3 separate regions of the Zea mays genome follow, and all the other regions are linked to region 3. Evidence: chromatin contacts called from public Hi-C data. All regions are on one chromosome and are shown on one strand. The core of a region is the stretch at or near the end of the contact, and the rest is flanking DNA. Distances in the headings are between cores, read along the strand shown.

The links. A called contact is a pair of places that touch in the nucleus more often than the background predicts.
Region 1: a contact with region 3 is called in a Hi-C map of leaf, with 4 times the contacts expected there. The contact joins the promoter of LOC100278146 here to the promoter of LOC100217241 in region 3. A contact is called at or near these places in 3 of 25 Hi-C or Micro-C datasets (ear, leaf and tassel).
Region 2: a Hi-C map of endosperm shows a contact between it and region 3, with 2.6 times the contacts expected there. The contact joins the promoter of LOC100272284 here to the promoter of LOC100217241 in region 3. A contact is called at or near these places in 2 of 25 Hi-C or Micro-C datasets (endosperm and tassel).

The regions. Positions count from the first base shown.
Region 1 is chr2:176,195,785-176,198,484 of Zm-B73-REFERENCE-NAM-5.0, reverse strand. LOC100278146 (Protein SMG7) reads right to left here and starts at 1,349. Exons shown (of 8, transcript XM_008671874.4): 1 at 1,055-1,349; 2 at 610-714; 3 at 1-231. The coding sequence starts at 687.
Region 2 is chr2:176,287,545-176,290,244 of Zm-B73-REFERENCE-NAM-5.0, reverse strand. It overlaps LOC100272284, which reads right to left and starts at 1,339. Exons shown (of 2, transcript NM_001146771.1): 1 at 994-1,339. The coding sequence starts at 1,276.
Region 3 is chr2:175,474,338-175,477,037 of Zm-B73-REFERENCE-NAM-5.0, reverse strand. LOC100217241 reads right to left here and starts at 1,437. Exons shown (of 10, transcript NM_001143596.1): 1 at 1,313-1,437; 2 at 266-402. The coding sequence starts at 1,427.

The DNA of each region.
Region 1 (2,700 bases), core at 100-2,599, 720 kb before region 3:
CTTCCCACTCTGAGATGCAAGTGAGCTAGCTGCACTAATGTTCCTCCTGAAGTCCTCAATTCTTTTGTAATGCAACTGCCATAGGAGATACTCTACATCTCTCTGTTCAGAGAGGTCGTGATCTATGAGAATTATCTTCTCAAAGTTGTCACGCATCTGAAGCCATATGTTGGGATCTGATGGGACTTTGGATTGTGCGGACTTACGAAGCTGGTCTTCAAGTTCATTATTCTGCATAATAACATTGCAATGTCACAACTTTATCATTATGCTTTGCGTAAACATGATTATCAATTGCATTTCCTTGCCACATGGGAGAACCCAGAATACTAGCAAAGCTTGACTTATATCTGATGAACAATTAGCTCAGGGTATTCTTCTTTCTTAAGCAATTTATCAAGTAAACGAATTAGCCTATGTAAAGACATATAAACTATCCCAACTGCTCCAGAATCCACAGTACCCGACGATTAACATAAAACAAGCAGCGCCAGGCATCCAAAAAAACGTGAAAAGGCCAGGGGCATAGCGGAAACTATGGATCAAAAACCCATAGTGTCGACCAGTAGTATAACATCCTAAGGAACAAGAGGAACTAATAGCCTTTACCCTAGTAAGGAGACGCTCGGCAAGGTCCCGCGTGGAGGATGGGGCTGCGCTAGCACTATCCATGGGAACAGTCATCATCCATCAACAGTACACGAGTTTCAGCACCTGCAGCCAAATTACGAGCCCATGAGTCACCGACGAAAAGCAAACATCGCGCCAGAAAAGTACCAATCCAATCTCGAAAGCGAGTATCCGAGTCCCGACCCGAGCAAACGAAACCCTAATCCCCCTCCTAGACGCGTAGAAGGATGAATCTACGCGCCCGGCTACGATCCCCGGCGACCAGCAACAAATCCGCGGATCTCCTCAAATCCCGGTCAACCCGAGGCGGGTGACCGCGAAATCTCGGCTCAAAATCCACGGTTCCGCACCGGGAAAACTCGCGATCGGGTCCAAGAGGAGGACGAATCCAAGGAAATCGCGAGTTCTGGGGAGGAATTCGTACCTGCGCGTTGCTTGCTATCGCGACGCGAGCGAGTGGGGAGGGGAATTTGGGGGCAGATGGCAGAGCGAGGGAAAGAGGAAGAGGAGGAGGAGGAGGAGGAGGCGATTTCCTTGTTTGTTTGTCGTCGTCGCCGTGTTGGGATTGGACTCCCTCGGCGACGGAGAAATTTAACTTTTTGTCATTATAAAAAAACATCAACTCTGATTATTACTTTTATGACTGTCTTTATAGAGAGGAGTTTGAACTAATGGTTGGCCATTTTTTTGCACGCCGCGCCCGTCACGCCGAAGCCCAATCAGCACGTAGACGTGAAATGACGACGCTGCCCCTCCTGGTTCTAGACCCCTAGGGATTACAATGCAAGATTGCATGGACAGTTCTGTGGACCGGGTTCATAGCTCATTGCTCGGCTGGCTGTTCGATTCGGCGTAGAATAGCCAGCTCCACGCACGCGCCACGCCCTCAGCCCGGCCAGCTTGTTACTCCATCTGCTACTTCACCAGAGCCCCAGGAAGAGTTGTTGTTGGACGTGGCACAGGAGCAGCCACAGTGGCGCCGAGTGGGCGTGTGTGTCGCGCCAACTGTAGAGTGAGCGGCCTAGAGTGGAAGTGAGCCCAGTAGCTGTGTGGCTGTGGCCGTGGGCCGTGTAGTTGTGTTTGTGCCTCTTGTGAGGGGTATAAAAAAATGAGAATACAATCCTGTCCTCCTACCTCCTCTTCCCTCTCTATCTTCCTCCTTCCCATTCTTCCTCCTTACTAGTTAGGTACCCGTGCGTTGCGACGGCTCATAAATTCTCACAAATTACAAATCTAAATGTCATAGCCCAATACATACATGTTAGGTGTGTTTATATGCCATGGAAAAATCATTTCTATTTTTGCACATTGTCTCAAAACTCTAAAAAGCTATAACAAAAGAACATATCATAGTGTTCATGAAAAAAGGACACGTTGCGGACGGTAAATAAATTTGTTCATTTTGAAGCTATAGAAAGATGCATTTATTTATCATTTTGAAGCTATAGAAAGATGCAAAGTACATGGTAAAAGCCATTCTATGTGAAGAATGTGAAGGTTTCGTGTACTTCGATCTGCATTTGGAGCAATGTATTTGCCACCATCTCTATCCAGATCAAATTACAGCGTGAACTCAGTGCAATCATTAATCTGGCAAGCAAGTATTAATAAACATGACAATATCAACAAAAAAGTAAGTGTTAATTTTTTTATTTAGACTGATTGTAATTACTGCACACATCAAGCGTCCCCTAAAGTACATGAACAATACAACTAATTGAACAAAGTGAAAGTTATAAGAACAAATCTTAATCGTGGTATCTCTCATATAATCGTATTCAGAGCGCTTCAGCTGGAGTTGCAAAAGATGGGGGAATCAAGGAAAAGAATGTCCTTCCTCGCATCCTGCGATATCAAGATTGAATCCAGTCATGAGATACCGTAAAAAATAAACTATAGAAAAAGGTTATCATAACTTACAAACTTCCTTCATCAGTCTGTAAAAAAAGAACAGGAAGTAAAGGAATATCACATGCACCCTACATGTTCACCATATGGCTATACCGTGCAATAATTTAGTTGTTTCCTATCTTAGTAAATGAATACATTGAAGCTCACAAATAACATAAA
Region 2 (2,700 bases), core at 90-2,589, 810 kb before region 3:
AAGTATAGGAGCACATAAATAAACACCACTGTCTTCTCATGGGATATGCGCGACCCCCATAAGAAAGGGACTGACTAATGGATGTGGACTGCTGCCAAAGCACTATAAGCCGCCAATTCGGTGTCACTCATGGGTCCCGAGGAGCTAGAACCTTAAAAGGGCTGGCAGAATAAATGGCCAGTACCTGCTTGTTAGACTTTACGAGCTGAGAAAGCAGCACGAGGGAAAGGGACGTATTTGTCATGTCCAAACTGTTTCACACGGGGCAATAAGAGCTTCATTAGAAGCGACAGTTTGTTTCAGTTTTCTCCTGTGGTACGGTAGGCAGTAAAATTTGCAACATGTTGAGGCCCTCTCTCTCTCTCTCTGAATGGATGATTAAACTGCTTCTAGTAGCAAGAAAGGTTGACAAGGTCATGCAACTTCCAAGAAGATGGTCCTAGCTGTCTTTATTTGGTTTCTTCTGAACTACCAATGAGGAGTACGATGTTACATACCACAATATTTATATAATCCCAGTACAGTACGTGACCAATCTATGATTGCGGAAAGGCATATCGTTAAGTTTATTTAAGAGCCTTGGAAATATCAGCATCCAAACAAGGCCATGACAACCCAATGGCCGCGAGACACAGGTTGTATTTCAATCTGTGCGATTCACAGTTGAACTCCTATATATTTTTTTTCTAAATTGAGATGCGGGTGATTCAGACTCGGTTATGAGAATGAGAACGAAATTGCACTCTCTCTTTTCTTTTTCAATCCCTATCAATTTGTCGGAGAACGATCGAAAACTGCGACCGCCGAATGAACATATATCAGAGGAAGAGCAGAAATGAACAAAGGCCGCCCATCACGTGCTTAATTTCTTTATCTAGTATATACGCCTTCTAAAAGGCTCGGTAAATTTCGCTGAAAAAAAGGGGGAGAATCCAGATGCGATCAATCAACCGAGCAAATTCCGCTGAAAACAAGCAACCACGAGCGTCTCACCTTGGGCCTCGAAACTCTCGCGACTGGAGCGGTCGCCGTCGACGTCGCCGCCGCGCCGGCCGGCCCGCCTTCCAGACGGCGTGCGGCCGATGCTCCCCGCCGAAGACGACGACTCGGAAGCCGACCGGCTCAGCTGGTCCGTCTCCTCCCCGCGCTTGAAGGCCGACCTGAGCAGCCTTTGCATCTTGCCCCCGCCACCCTTGGCCGGGGGCGGCGCCGGGTGGGCTTCGAGATCCAACGGCGCCAGGGCCGGCGGCTCCGGATGGTCGCTCGGCATGAGCATGAGCAGAGCTCGACGACTGGCTCTTGGCGCTGCCGGTGGCGCGTGAGGAAATGGAGGGGAGACAAGAGCAGAGAAAGGCGATGGTGCAGTGCACACACCGGTGGGTGGTTTATTTGTATATACGGAATGGAAGCCTTGGGCAGTTGGGTTGGGCTGTGTTTCCACTGTACTGTGCTACTCCAACAGCATAATGGCCCTGGCTGAAACTGAATAATGGTATTTATTTTTCCCTCCACTTATATTATATGTTGTTTTAGATTCTTGTTGGCCAAGTTTTATTTGAACCTTTGACCATCAATATGTCTTCACAATATTTCGTTACCTTTGTTTAAAAATGACAGTCACATGGTAAATTTCCCATTTAGGGTTGATTTGGTGATCCGGGATCCCGGGAGGATCGGAGGGGATTGAGGGGGAAATTAGTTCATTTCCCCCTCAATCCCCTCCGATCCTTTCGGGATCCCCTTGTCACCAAATTAGCTCTTATAGTCTAGTGTAGGTGCGGATGTCTGTTGACTGTGGACGTGCCATGAAAGAGATAGAGGGTAACGACCAGACAGACAACAACAAGCCAACGACTAACGAGTAGAGCGAGCGCTAGACATCAGGCATCTAGGGTTAAGACACAGGATACAGACTGAGACGAGGCCAGTGTCATGGTGCGCGTGTATCGAATGAAGACATTTAATCTTTTACCATCTATATAGATGATACTAAATTAGCAGTCACTGACAACTGATTGTTAATGTATCATTTTTTGACATCTATCTCGTAAAGTTGTAAAAAATAGATTGTCCTGTTAGATGCATGTGTGTGTATCGAATGAAGACATTTAATCTTTTACCATCTATATGGATGATACTAAATTACTAGTCACTTACAACTGATTGTTAATATATCATTTTTGTGTCATCCATATTGTAAAGATGTAAAAAATAGATTGTCTAACATGTTTTGGGTTGTAGAACGAAACATCTAGGCTAGCTTGAAGAGCTACTCCTACGCTTTTAACCCACGATGGGGCGGGGCTGCAGCCCCCCTTCCTTTGCATCCGCCCCTGCATAAATATTTCTTGCATAGACAATATACATGATCGTTTATAGTATGTTGATAGTCCAATTAAAAAAAATTGCTGACAATCAACATGTATATACTACTTTGAATAAAAAAGCAATTTGGTCTCACTTTAACCCTACTATGCTAGTAACCAATGCATTTTATCCTGTGGATAAACATGCATGATTCGGTATGAAAAAATTGACACCTCCCAAGGCACGTACGTACGGATGCTATTGCAGTGGCCCAGCAAAAGGACTCCTTTTGACATTCCAAGAGTTCCCTGTTCAGAATCCCTACGTTTGCGTCTCCAACCGGCCGATCAACACAGCTAGCTAGAGCTAGTTTGGGAGCCATGAAACCGAAGA
Region 3 (2,700 bases), core at 188-2,687:
TAAATAATAAAGTACATCTATAAATTTTTCATGACCTTTGATAGTGATTGCATGGTAAACATGATTGAACAGCAATTTTTGCCCACAACATTAGCTGTATATAAATAGAAATTCAAACTTCAAAATTTGGTAACATTAAGCATATTGCTACAGTATACACAAGATTGTAGATAAAAGACAGTCAGTACATTCATATTCATATCAATGAACAGATACATGCAGCAGCATTTCTCTTGCATAGCACCATGTAAAGGGCACCACCAACCTGAATGAATGGATAGTCCTGCAAATACTCCCTGGTGTAGTTAGTAGAAGCAGGCCAATATGGACCACAGAATAGCACCCGGGTAAGAGCGCCGTGTCCATTCCTCTCACTTGGATCACCCATTTTTGAATACTGACCTGTAGCGATGAGCTATGTAGTCAAAATAAATATAATGAATTGTCTAGAATCACAGATACCACTTGTCTCCAAGAGACTCAAAATTATCACGAGAATAACAATATGTCAAAGATATCCATCCATCAATTAGACTTCCAAAATAACTAATTGCTTCCAAACAATTTAACAGAAACAGAACAATCCTTCTATAAAGACAATCGGAGTGATGTATATCATAGCCGAATTTCCAGAAAGCAACAATCATATTGGATTGAACATACTGATGCTAATGCCATGTAAACAGTAATTTCATTTAGAGCAGTTGTTCCTTAGCTAGCATGATCATTTTGGCTTCTGCCTTATACTGATTAAAGTTTCAACTCGTGAATGAAGTAAAATCATGTCAGGCAAGAGTTAAGAAAGAGATGGAAGGAACAAATCTAGAGCCAGTGCAGGAGGGAGAGAAGAATGTTTACTGGCTCCAACATAGATTGATTGAGCAACCAATACACCCACTCTCCTCTGCAACTCACAGTTTTAATTGCTACTCGCTGTGCTCTGCATTAGTTACTAGCACAACACAAACTAATCTGAACCTGCTGACAGCAATATAAACTCTATCAACAGGAATGTGCAAGGTCAACCTCAGCTCAGTGTATGTGTATTTATTAGTTATGTATTTCCTCGTCAGAGAACCCAATCCGATACGGTTTCATCGGCCCAGTACAATTCATCACAAAAGAAAGAAGAAAAAAATCAGCATCCGAGCACCTACACAGCCCGAAACGAAACAAGCACCTGGCAATCCGGCTCTTGCAACTGCAGCCAAAGGGTTGTAAATCAGGGGACGCCCGTGCAGGACAGCAGCGGCAGGGCAAAAGGATGGGAAGCGCCAGGGTCTGAGAAAGAGGGGAAGGTGGGGGACGGTACCTTGGGAGGAGGAAGGAGAGTGCAGCCGGTGGTGTGCGGCGGCGTGACGGGGCAGTGTTAGGAGGAGCAAGGAGGTGGGATGGCGGCCGAGTCTGCCAACTATTGCTCCGGCCATAAAGGGAAGCGTTGATTGGTGGCGTCAGCTGGCAAGGTGCCGGCGGCGGAATCCTTAGGCGGTTAGGCAGTGTTTGGTAAGGACTAATTTTTAGGCCCCATATTTGGTTGACGCATTAGAACCAATAGTTAATTGCTAAAATTAAATAAGACATCTAAATAGACTAGCTAACAGTTCAGCTATTAGTTACTTTTAGTAAACTAGCTACTAGTTAGTTAGCTAATTCAATTAGCAATTTTTAGTCAACTAACTATTAGGTCTAGTGCATTCAAACACTCCTTAGTCTCTAAATTATTAAACATATAGAATAAGACTGTCTCCAACGACGTTCCCTAAATTTCATCGTTTAAAGGAATATTCTCTGTCCTTTACAGCTCACTCTAAAAGATTTCATCCTCTATATTTTCAACATCTTCAGCAACATCCTCTAAAATCGGTCCTCTATATCTACAGTATTAACAGATTTCACAATACACGTTGTTTTTTATCGATCTTAAAAAACAGTTCATAGCGAAATTACATATTGATTTTATTGGGAAACAATATTAGTTTATATTGAGGCAAATAATTACCAGACGTCTATATTATAAGTTTTTGTTAGTCGTCTACGCAATAAAAAAATCATTTGTAGCATGCCAAAAATGATTTAGGAACTAGTTTAGATAATTACATTTTCTAACCTACATTACTAATTGTTTTTCCTAATGAAGCGTACGGCTCCAGGAGTTAAAGCGCCAGAGAGATAAAAAATCATTTGTAGCATGCCAAAAAATCATTTGTAGCATGCCAAAAATGACGCAACGCAAAATCGTTCGCAGATGCAAAATATTTTTATATTGAAATTATTAAATATGTTAACAGATGCAAAATCGTTCGCAGACGCAACGCAAAAATCGTTCGCAGATGGAGAAGCATCGTCTCTGGCGCCGCATCCCAACACAGCTCCTCCCAGCCGAGGTCCTCCGCGACGAGCTTCTCCTCAGCCAAGCTCCTATACGCCGGCGAGCTTTTCCACGTCGTCGTAGCAATGGCCTGCGTTGGTGCTTCTTCTCTCTGGCTGAGCTCCTCCCCCGCTCCGCGCCCGCGCAACCGACGTCCTCTATCACCTCTGCGCTCTGTGCCCGCGCAGCCGACGACCGAGGTCCACCGTGTATATAGCTTTAGCGGACGAACAGGAATCCGCTATCTTTAGCGGAGGAAGAAGCACCCCTAAATTTTACCGGAGCCTTTAGCGTTTATTGCTGGAGGGTATAGAGGACGTAAGAAACGCTAT